2 separate regions of the Lactuca sativa genome follow, and region 1 is linked to region 2. Evidence: chromatin contacts called from public Hi-C data. All regions are on one chromosome and are shown on one strand. The core of a region is the stretch at or near the end of the contact, and the rest is flanking DNA. Distances in the headings are between cores, read along the strand shown. Region 1 holds the start of LOC111905184 (60S ribosomal protein L8). Region 2 holds the start of LOC111905183 (calcium/calmodulin-regulated receptor-like kinase 1).

Evidence for each region. Hi-C and Micro-C count contacts between places; a contact is called where the count stands out from the background.
Region 1: a contact with region 2 is called in a Hi-C map of leaf, with 4 times the contacts expected there. The contact joins the promoter of LOC111905184 here to the promoter of LOC111905183 in region 2. A contact is called at or near these places in 2 of 4 Hi-C or Micro-C datasets (leaf and seed).

The regions. Positions count from the first base shown.
Region 1 is chr5:10,664,788-10,671,341 of Lsat_Salinas_v11, forward strand. LOC111905184 (60S ribosomal protein L8) reads right to left here and starts at 2,167. Exons shown (of 2, transcript XM_023900860.3): 1 at 1,647-2,167; 2 at 1,050-1,550. The coding sequence starts at 2,086. The coding sequence ends at 1,211.
Region 2 is chr5:10,451,953-10,458,343 of Lsat_Salinas_v11, forward strand. LOC111905183 (calcium/calmodulin-regulated receptor-like kinase 1) reads right to left here and starts at 3,995. Exons shown (of 5, transcript XM_023900858.3): 1 at 3,764-3,995; 2 at 2,650-2,992; 3 at 2,205-2,571; 4 at 1,830-2,105; 5 at 1,083-1,688. The coding sequence starts at 2,966. The coding sequence ends at 1,350.

The DNA.
Region 1 (6,554 bases), core at 917-3,416, 210 kb after region 2:
TTAATCTTGGTTTTTTAGAAAAGATCATTATTTTTTCTTTAAGTCATACAATTTTGTTTTTACAATCAATATTTCCTCTGTTTCTTGATCTGACACGACACCATGATCAATGTTTTTGTTAATTTCATTAAGACGACTCGACGGTCTATCTTTTTCTTGGTTTCTTTTAGCTTTGACTTCACACCATCACTTTCTTAAATATCCTCTAGGCCCTTTGTCCAGCTCTCCACCCGATCTACGGTCCAAAAAGCCTTCACCACCTCATCAAAATATATTCTATCTTCCATGAATTATAAAATCTAAACGGATGCAGACCATAATCGGAAGCTTGTTGGGATAACCAAATCAGTCTATGATAGAACCAATCAGATCCAACACAGTAGCATGCAAGTATGGATGATGAATTATTATGTCTTCAGTCAATAAAAGTCGATAAGAAACGATCAAGCTTATTAGACTTAGCTCCATTTGAACTTACTCTATTGAAGGAAAAAACACTCATAGGAATATCACATAGACCCACCTCTTAAGTAAAAGAGTTAAAATCATCATCAATTCCTTGAGAAAAATTTCAACCCAATCTCTCACCTTGATTTCAAGTGGCATTACACCAAAAATCATGGTTTCAAGTGGCATTAAAGTCACCAAAAATCATGTCAGAACCAACATTAGGATTCATAATTGAAAGAAGAAAACTCCATATGTATCGTTTTTAGCATCCTCCTATGGAGGCATAAACATTGACCGTGAAACAATTCAATATAGATACCACTCATCCCCCTGCACAATGACAGCATACTCCGTACAAGTAATTTTCTTCTTAAGTTTATAAGTATAATTAGGTTGAATATGAAGTAATAGATATCCATATGGTTAATTTATGGTTTTGTGCATAAAAGTCGGGTTATAAAACTCGTACATCTAAGCATGGATGATCACTATCCAAGAAAACAGAGGGGGGTTAGATTATGCATGCTAATGATTTTTACCAAAGCAAGAGAGCCAATATGTCATAATATTTGCTAAATTTTAGTTTTAAGCAACGTCGATTGTTATAAGACATGATTAAGTTACTCATGAGAATGTAAAACAGACATCAAGAATATGTAGACTAACCTTCAAGAGTCAAATTTCAAACAAAACTGAACCATGATAAACTCGCAGCAACAAACCAACATAACAGTATTCTGAAACAAAAATATCAAAAAACCTATTTATCAGCCTTAGCAGCAGTAGCTGCAGCTTGACCTCTGAGACGCCCAGTTCTTCTGGCGGCGATAAGACCAACCTTTTGACCAGGTGGTGCATCACGGCGAACCGTACTTGCATGACCAATGTGTTGATGGTTACCACCACCATGGGGATGCTCCACTGGATTCATGGCAACACCTCTAACCTTAGGCCAGCAGTTTCTCTTCACACGGAATTTATGGTATGCGTTACCAGCTTTCAGCATAGGCTTCTCAGTACGCCCTCCTCCGGCAACCTGACCGATCATAGCACGACATCCACTCGGCACGATCTTCTTTGCTCCTGATGGCAGCTTCACCCTAAACAATCGATTAAGGATAAATAATTGGAATGTATAAAGCATAAATCAACCGAGGATTCAAGTTCTATATGTTTATGTATGAGGAATTCCATACCTAGTGGTGCCGTTATCGGGATTGTGACTAATAACGATGGCGTAATCACCGGAAGCTCTGGCGAACGAACCACGGTCACCGACATGATGTTCTACGTTGCAAACGACAGCTCCCTCAGGGATAGATCTGAGAGGAAGGACGTTTCCAACCATCAAATTCGCTTTCTTCCCACAGAAAACGAACTGGCCGGTGTACATGCCCTCAGCGGCGACAAACAGCTCCTTCTGGTGCTTGTAGCGGAAAGGATGACGGAATGTGACGCGAGCCAGAGGAGCACCACGGCCGGGATCGTGGATGATTTCGGTGATGACACCCTTGAGGTAACCATTGCGTTCGCCAAAGTCGAGGCTGCGGAACCTGGCAGGCCCCTTCCGGTGGTGGGTATGGGACTTGAAGACCGACCCTGCTCCCTTACGCTGTGCCCTAATCACACGTCCCATTTCTGATTCTCTCTTACCTCTCTCTCTCTCTCTCACGCACACACTCGGTGGCTAGGGTTTGGGGACGACGGCGGGTTCTTGGGAGTGAAGATCCTGATATAGGGTTTGGCAATCGACAGTATGAAATAATATGGGCCGAGTTCTGTTGTATGGATAATTTAGATGGGCCGATTTATGGGCCTTTGTATCAACCTCGGCCATTTTATTATTTATAGTTTGTTGAAATGATTTGTTGAGTTTGATACATTTAAAAAAGAAAGGGGGCTAACATTAGCCTTTTCTTTTTATCCTTATGCGTATTACTAGTAATTTTATTTGGAATAATGACTTGAAAGGGTAATGTATTTTTCGATTTGTACACATTTAGTCATTGATTTTTTTTTCGTTTACATTTACCTCTTTAACTTGTTAAACTGTACACATTCAGTCCTTATGACCGGCTACTCTACGTTAGCCGGTAAAAATGACTTAATAGGGTAATATATTTCTTACTTTGTACATATTTAGTCCTTAATATGTTTGTACACATTTAGTCATTAATATATTTTTTTTTTGCAAAATAAGTTATTTTTGTTTTTGTACTCGATAAATACTTATGACTGATTTTTTTAGTTTTTTTCTCACGAAATCTTACGTGGGACATTCATTAATGAAGTGTTTGAGGCTTTTGATGTTTATGTCCATCATGATCTCAACTATTTGGTTGTTTAGGTCATGTATTTGGAATATCATAATTTCTTCATACGATCTCAGATTTTAACGATTTTTATATCCATGTAAACGATCTTTATATCCATGCGAACGATCTTTATATCCATACGATCTCGTATTTTCGATTTTTTTCGTTTATAGCTATTTTCATATACCAGCAACACCTATTTCATCTCGGTAACACCAGCTATGTATTCTTGCGTCTGCCCATGTCCATATTTTTTTATGAATGCATGTATGAATGTTTTTTTATAAAATCGTAAGTACAAATATATTACATTTTAATGGGAATAATCTTAATGAAAAATTGAACATGTGGATATAAAGATCGTTAAAATCTGATATCGTATGAAGAAGTTACGACATTCAGAATACAAGACCTGAGTCAAACCACAAGACCCACACAACCAAGCAGTCGAGGTCATGTTAGACATAAACATCAACAACCCCAAACAACTCATTAATAATTGTCTCACGTAAGATGTCATGAGAAAAACCTAAAGAAATCATTCATAAGTACTGAATGAGTACAAAAAAGAGTAAATTACACGAATAGTCCCTATGGTTTACGATAATTTGCACGTTTAGTCCCTAACTTATTTTTTTAACTCGGAAGGTCCCTACTTTTTGTTTTTATTACGCGTTTGGTCCCTGTCTTACCTAAAAAGACTATTTTGCCATTGATTTTTTGATTTATTTAAATAAACACACCCCCAATGTCACCCCCTTCGCCTTACCTTACCTACCCCACCATTTTTACCTATTTAAATAATAATCTTTTTAAGTAAGATAGGGACGAAACATGTAACAAAAACAAACAGTAGGGATCAAGCGCGTAACAAAAACAAACAGTAGGGACCTTCCGAGTTAAAAAAAATAAGTTAGGGACCAAGCGTGCAAATTACCCCAAACCATAGGGACCATTCGTGTAATTTAATCGATAAAAAAGGACTAAATATGAACAAAAATATTAAGGACTAAATGTGTACAAAATGAAAAATATATTACCCTATTAAGTCATTTTTCCCGGCTGACCTGAAGTAACCGGTCATAAGGACTGAATATTTACAGTTTAACAAGTTAAAGGGGTAAATGTGGACGAAAAAAAATCAGTTACCAAATGTGTACAAATCGAAAAATACATTACCCTTTTAAGTCATTATCCCTTTTATTTTTGGAATTTATTGGCATGGTAGAAAGATAGTTGATTATAATATTCGATTTTTGTTGCAATGTTTGAGATTTATTAAATGTCCATATTATTGTTAGGAGTTTTGAAATCCATTATTTATTGTAATGATAGAGTTATATCGCATCGGATATCAAAATTTAAAAGGCATGAGGTAGGGGTAGGCGTGGGCAAAAAAACCAGTTTAGGAACCGAACCGGTTGGTGAATCGGAAACCGGTTTAGCCCTGAACCGGTTCACATAAGAACCGAACCCATAGTGAACCGAACCATTAGATGTTACCAGTTCGCATGTTTTACCCTGGAGACCGGTTTATTTTGAACCGGATTTCGAATGTGCCATTGGTGAACCGGTTTTGAACGGGTTTGGAATCGGTTTGAACCGGTTTATTTCTTTTCCTAACGGCTATATAGCCGTTTGAGGCTGTTCAAGACTCGATTTTTGCTCCTTTTTGACCATATTAACCATTCCTTATACTCTCTCTCTCTCTCTCTCTCTCTCTCTCTCTATATATATATATATATATATATATATATATATATATATATATATATATTACATGTTTAGGTCTCAGCTTTACGTTAACCAAACCTCAAAAAACCTCTCTTAGTTCAAAAACCGCAAACCTCTCTTAGTTCAAAAACCGCTCTTAATTCAAACAATGGATTCAGCTTCCGTTGGTGTTGGAGATTCATCAAACAATATTACCATTGTTAGCATCAAAGAAACAAATAGAAATCCGACTATTTTGTGCAACTACGATTTGTGTGTAATGTTGAACGGTATAAAAAAAGTGCGATTCAAGAAATGTGGTGCTTTTTTTTTAACGAAGATGGGAATTCGACATTGAAAACTCATATGACCAAAAGATGCCCCGCGGTGAAATTTGGGTTGGGACATAATCAAACAACAATGGCGAATGATGCAACATTGTGGAGTTACGATATGGCTAAAGTTCGAGATAGGATGACGGAGTTCGTGATTCAAGAATGTTTGTCTTTTGACCACTTCGACAACAAACGATTGACTTCACTCATTGAAGATACTCTCCAACCATGATATTGCCATGTGATTCGTATTTCTATTAGACGTGATTGTATTGAAATGTGAAAACTTGCAAAAAATGAATTGATTTTAGGATTTCAATCTTTAAAAACCGGTGTGAATTTAACTTGTGATTTTTGGACGGCTCCTCACGGTTCACCGGATGCGTACCTTTATGTTACCGCTCATTGGATTAATCCAACTAATTGGGTAATGATGAAGCGTACGATTACGTTTGAATTGTTTGAGTACCCACACACCGGTAGAAATTTATTTAAAATTTTAGATTGTGTGATCAAAACTTATAAACTTAAAGGAAAGATTTTTTTCTATATCTTTCGATAATGCTTCAAACAACACCATCGCGGTTGGACAACTAAAACTAAAATATAAAGCAATTTGCGATGATGTTTTTTTTCATAGTCGATGGGGGCATCCGGATCCAAGACATTGAAGTACTAGAAGGCACATCGTTGCATGCCGAAGCACGAGTACATGAGGAAGAAGTAGTGATGGGAATGTCAGTGCCACTCACCCTAGAAGAGATCGAGTATGAGAGAGGATTACGCAACGACATGGCGAATGACGAATAAATACAATGACTACGGACTTGGAATGAAGACTACGAAGACATCAATTTTTTATATTTGAAGATGTATTAGTTTGACAATTTGGATGTTTTGTGTTTTTATGTTTGAAGTTGTATTATGTACTAGATTACAACCCGTGGAAACCATGGGTAAAAAAGCAAAACAATATTTATAATTAAAAATCTTAATGAAAAGTTAAAAATTTATAAAAATGTATTAAATTAATAAAATATAAGTTTTGTTTGGACTTTCATATTGATTAATTAAAATTATTATATAAAATTGAATATCCAAACAATCGGTTTTACGAATTGTTCTATCATTATAGTTCGGTGTTATTGGTTATTCCGGTTTTGGTTTGGTTTTTGGTTATTATATTCACCCCTACTTATAAGTAAGTAAAATGGATATGAAGTGTATTACAATCATCTAGAGAGCCCTCTTTCATTATTTACTTAAATGTGACCATGTACTCATTTGAAGACATCAACTTTGAATATTTTTTCCAATAATATCATTTTACTTTCATTATCTTTTGGTTACAAACTGCAACAAAACAAAATATCTACGAAAAATAGCATGAAATGCAAAGTTTCTATAAAAGTAAGCTGGAACATCACAATTATGCCTTTAATTTTACGATATCATTATGTTATATTAAATAACATAAAATATTACAAATGTATCATATTTTATTTGTTCTGAGGGTGTGTAAATTTAGCCATTCTATTTTCTTTTTTCTTTTGGATTTATAAGATGTGATTGAACCTAGAAACTTGAATAATAAGTGATTTGTGTGTGAGTTGGGGAGGGACGGGTGAGTGCAGAAATTAATCGAAGCATTATAAAATAACAATGCTCAGTAAAAAAACATGTATTTGTTAAGTAAAAAAACAAACATTTTATCGTTTTTAATTCTAAAAAAACTTGACTT
Region 2 (6,391 bases), core at 2,745-5,244:
AACTTTGGTTTTTGTTCATATTAAGGCAACCATGTTTTTTGTACACATTTGACTAATAAATTTGTTTGACCTATTCAAAATAAGGTAATTATACTGGTAATTAGCTATAACATTATCCTATTATGAAATGTCAAATAAGTTTATTGGTCAAATGTGTATGAAAAAAACATGATGTTGGTTCTTTATGTTCAAATATGTTCAGTGCAAGTTGTTATAAGATCCATTGATGTGACATGAAATTGGATTGTCCGGTCTTTGTGTATGAGGAGATGGTTAAGCCTTGGGCCAACCTAGTTTGGGCCCAATTAGTTAGGGGTTAGGCTATATAAGCTTAAAGGGCTAGGTTATATGTGTTTTAAAGACCTAACAACATAACCTAACTCATGACTAGTTGGGACTGAACTGGGTTAGACCAAGTCTAACCTAATTGTTCATTGACTGTCGGAGCCCGATCACAGGGCACAATCCCTGTCTTCCTAAGACGGTTCTTGTCCAATATTACGATTGGTCTAACCTAATTGTTCATTGACTGTCGGAGCCCGATCACAGGGCACAATCCCTGTCTTCCTAAGACGGTTCTTGTCCAATATTACGATTGGTCTAACCTAATTGTTCATTGACTGTCGGAGCCCGATCACAGGGCACAATCCCTGTCTTCCTAAGACGGTTCTTGTCCAATATTACGAAAACAGGTAAGAAACTTTGGTTTTTGTCCATATTTAAGTAACCATATTTTTTTTGTACACATTTGATCAATAAACTTGTTTGACATGTTCATAATAGGGTAATATTACCATAATTATTAGTCATATTACCCTATTTTGAACAGTCAAACAAGTTCAATGGTCAAATATGAATGAAAAAAATATGATTACCTAAATATGGACAAGGACCAAAGCTCGTTACCTTTCTACATCATTAACTACATCATTAACCTAACATGTAATAAAGTAGAAAAAAGGGCATGTAAATACTGTACAAAATGCTCAAACAAATAACAAAGAGTTAGGATATTGACTAGACTAATGCAACATCACTATAGAATCAACCTTATAAACCCAAATGTGGGTATAAATGTACAATAAGTGAAATTGCACTTCTATTTCCTAAATATCATTTTTCTGTCTTTACACAAAATTGGGATTACATCCACAACCAAATAGAGAAAGGTGAGACACGATTAGTTGTTACACAAGGGACTTCATTTGAACCCTAATTTCCTGAATCAAGACCACACCAAAACCCGAGCTATGTGCTTTAGGTCAAAATGGTCAAATATATTACACAACAAATAAAAAAACAAGACAGTTGAACAAAATCAAAAGAATTAAAAAGAAAAAAAAAAGTATTTAAACTTCAACTGAGTCGGGTATGCTGTCCATGGATTCGGCCCGATGGTGTTCACTATTCATTGAGTTTTGGCGAGCTGATTGACCGATGGTGATAGCAACTTCTGATGATGATAATGAGGAACGTCTTTTTTGATGCCTTTTGTTTTGTATTGTTTTTAAGATATGAGACAACACTTGTACATTGTCCCTCATTGATGGTCTTTTTCTCGGTGAACGGTTGACACATTTGTACGCGAGTGCCGCCACGTCATTCAATTCACGCTCATCAAAATTCCCGTCTAGACGCGAATCCGCTATTTCTTCCCATCCAACTTGCCCTTCCGTATTCAATGCCGCCTGTTTATCACAAACAATCACATCATTCCATTCCATTACTTTGCTTTTTTTTTTTTTTTTTTTCATTCCATTCTATTGTACCAATGGAATGGAATCACATATGAAGAAAATAAGAGAGAGAGAGAGGGAGAGAGATCTTACTAGCTCAACATACTCCATGAGACCTTGTTGAGGGTTTCTTCCTGCAATAAGCTCGAATAGTAATACGCCAAAGCTGTAAACGTCGCTTTTCTTGGTGAATGCACGTGATGAAATATATTCAGGATCTAAATACCCGAAAGTTCCTTGAATATTTGAGGCGTTTCTATTAATCATGTCTTCTCGAGAAAGCCCAAAATCAGCTACCCTAGCGCCCATCGATTCATCTAACAGGATGTTGGAAGATTTTATATCTCGGTGTATAACAGGAGGAACTGCCTGCAAATGTAATCAAAACATGTTTCTTTTTTTAGACCAATTTCACCATTTTACCCTCGTATTACAAAATCAAAATTAAGTTAAAAAGAAACAACTTACTCCATCGTGTAGATATTCTAATCCCCTTGCAACATCGAGAGCGATTTGAACCCTCAAATTCCAGCCTAAAAGTTCACGGTTTTCGTTGTACAAATGAGAAGAGAGACTCCCTTTGCTCATGTACACATATATGAGCATATGTTGTCCCTTTTCTGCACAATATCCTACCAAATTCACAAGGTTCCTGTGATGTAATCTTCCCAATAACATAACCTCCGTATGAAACTCTTTCTCGCCTTGTTTTGAATCAGTTGCGAGGACTTTAACAGCAACAGTTTCACCGGTTGTCATCTGAGCTTTGTAAACAGGTCCAAATGCACCTTGCCCTATTATTGACGTGAAATTACTTGTTGCTTTCTGTAGATCTCTGTTTTCATCCAGAAAAATAAAGGGAAAAGGGTAAGAAGATTGAAGTTGACAGAATAAAAAAAAAAGTTAGACTTACTTGTAAGAATATTCGAGGATTCCTGAAGCTGCAACCACGTGAGATTTTCTTGGTCCAGTAAACCAAAATGAAATGCCGTTGTGTATAGATGCTCTTGATGATGTCTCCGTACCCATTGATGAATCGGATAAAACTGTACAAGAATCTGCACCATTTGCGCGTATGGGGATGGTTGATGCTCTTCTGGAACTGCTGTTACCTATTTGAGATCGTTTCCTGTGAAACCTAAAGCAGAGTAGTCCAACAATGGCTAAAATTGCTCCGATTACCACCCCAATTGAAATACCGATGATCAGACCTGATGACTTCGCTTTCATCTCTTTGATGTTTCCTACGCAAGCAACTAATTCATCAACAAAAGGGAAAAGTATTTGTTATAAATCTAGATTTCAACTATGGCCCAATTCACTGTTACTGGAAACACGGTTTTGAATTTTTCCAATATTAGAAAGCCAGATGCGGTTTTGTACTTTCTGGTCGAAGCTAACAATTATTCAGTAAAAATGGCTAAAATTGTGTGAAGCAATCAAACATGTAAAACGCCATCTTCACCAGCACAATAGGAATAAAAAGTAGAAAGAGATAAGTTGAAAAAAAAAATCAAAGTACAATCATCGATACAGATCTCTGAGAGGGAAGGAAAACGTAACATCGACCACTAAATTGGGCCAAGTTGAAGAAAAAACGAAGAAGGTTCGATGATTGCTCCATGTTCATACACACGATAAAACAGAAATTAAAGAAAAGAGAAAAGAAGAAGAAGAAGAAGAAGAAGAAGAATGGTTTTAGGAGCTAGAAATTAGGCCTACGCGAGTAACCGATGATGCTAAATCACAGTAGAAGAAAGTCGAAATCCTCCAAAAATATGGTACCAAAAATAGCATCGGTTGACGAAATTAATGTGCCTTTTACTTTTTTTTTAACAAAAAACATACACAGTAAGTTGATTGAGACAAGGCTAACGATGTCGTCCAGATCAAGCATGATGAACAGTCATTAACACATAAACTAGACGATTGTGACTCAGATTACATAGAAGACAAGTATAGTACTATCAAAATTACGTATAAACTGATTCTTAAACAAATCATTAGAAGTTTGGTTGACGATTTACCTGTTGATACGATCGATGATTGAACTGAAAAACCGTTACATTGCTGAAGAATTCGGAGGGGAAATGGAGAGAGAAACTTCGGGTATCAGAACAATAGTTCTTTTCCATGTTCGAAGACTAATTTGAAGAGACATTAATCCAAAATATACTGCAAATGGAGGAATTTTATGAATATTTTTCTTGTGGGATTAAATAAGAAAAGCGGACTGGTCGCCGTTTTGTTGCAAATGGAACAGCGTGTGATGCCGTGTTTCAGGGTTTATTGCGAATGATTTCCTTCTTACGTCATCGAATATTAACATGGTTTGACGATTATGCCCTCAAGTCATCCACCCTACTTCCTGTTTTTTTGTTTAAATTAACCAGAAAAATTACATAAAAATAAATACTATGAGAAATTAAAAAAAAAAACTGTACATACTTTGAATTTATTATTTAAAAAGACCATAACTTAAAAAAGCTAAAAAAAAAAAAAAACTAGTTAGCAAACACAGCCTTAATCAACATTTTATTTAAATTTACCTTTGTGGTTATCTTTATATATATATATATATATATATATATATATATATATATATATATATATATATATATATATATATATATATATATATATATATATATATATATATATATATATATATATATATATATATATATTAGATAACCAAAATAAATTCAATCATGAATGAAATTGATCATAATCGTCGCACTTATATTAGATCATAGCAAATATATAGAAAGTGAAAATTTTCAATTTCCAAAAAAAGACAATATTAGTGATGCAAAATAATTTTAAAATGATCCTCGAGCTTTGAGTTTAAACTTAAAAGTGCTCAACAACTTTGAACATAAACATACCCCTCCATTGACAATCCCCAAAACCCGTTATCGAGTTGTAAAATTAATACATTTTCTAATATAAGGTTGAATTTCAAGAAATAACTTTATGATATTCTAATTGTCGTGTACTGAAGTTATTTACGTTTTATACTAATATATTTTTAGTTTCACGGCTTCATCATCAATTAATTACCTTGTTCACAAAAGCCTTACCTTGTTACCAAAATATATAAAATATAGATTAAAATATTGATTGGATTTATAAGTCAAGTAAACAAGTGATGTTGGAACATGCATATAAACTATGGAAAATTTGTAATGACCAGTTTTATTATTTTTTTAATTAACTGATTATGATTAATGATTGTACTATTATTAAATATTAAAAATAATAAGATGATGATTGGTTGTAAGAAAAATAATTATTATGATAAATATAAATCATCTAACCATCCTCTCATTACAACAAGATACTTCAAATCACAACAATCACTTGTAAAATTGCATATCCAAAATCAAATACACCTTTGTAATTTTTGGATAATACTATTTATCATTTCTTTGGAATAAGTTGAAATTCAGACTTTATATTTAAACAATCTGTATTATGAACTAATCACAAATTATTTAGTATTAACAAACAAATGAATAGACAAATAATATTTATGATTAAATATCCAAAACGCTTTAAAAAACAACCAACTCTCTCAATTTTGAGTTAAAGAAACAAAATGAAAAACTTTTTTTTTTCGAAAAATTTCTTCCTATGTTAAAAAAGGAAAACACATGTATCTTGCTGACAAATAATTTTTTTTCATACTGAAAAAGAAAAAGTTGTTGATCATGCTAGATGCATTCAACTCATTTTGAAAAACTAGACCTCTTCTCACCTTAATGTCACAATAATTATTAATGCTCACATTTCAGATCGGTGTGAGAAAATTCTTGGAGGCGATATATAATGTGTTGTTTCTTTAACCAAAGTTGGTGAGACCAAACAAACCTTCTACAAAGCTGACTGTTTAAAAGAAGTTTTTAAAAATAGATTTGCGAGTTCTTATTTTATAAATCAAACTTTAATTGATACCTGTTGCTCCATTGATTCTAACGGCATCACCAATGTGTTTCTCAATTATCTGTTGTTGATCCCTCTCATCAACCTTTTCACTGTGAGTATGTTCTTCCCTCCATTAAAATTTTGCTAAAATTTCCTATCTGTAATGGTGAAGTTTATTTGGTAAAAAAAATTCTTAACATTTTTCCTCAGTGATCTGTTAGCAATTCTGAACTTGAAGATCAATCAAAGTCCCCTACTTCTAATGAATGGTTCATGAGACTCATGACAAGGTATCATCTACGCATACCATTGATGACATTCCTTGTTCCAGAACTAAAACAAAATCTCTTAAATCAAATTGTCAAAGTTCTTTGGATTCAACAGTTAAAAAGAAATCAAAATCTATTGTTAAAGGAAAGAATCATGGAATCAAAGTTTGTTATCGATATGGAGATACTTCTCATAAAGTCAGCGACCACACTTTTGAAAAGAACTTCGTTTGTGTTGATAACATCATAACTCGTACTAACAAGTGGATAAAAAGGGGAACTCGTTGAACTGTATCCCTTATGATCGTTACAATATCTTTTCTTCAATGACCTATTGCAAAATGGGTCAGTGTATATTGTGTGTGTGTGTATTTTTGTTTTGTTTTTTTTTGTAAGGGCTTATTGTATATTTTAGTTTCAGGGTAAATAACATATTTGGTATTTATACAGCGGTTGCTC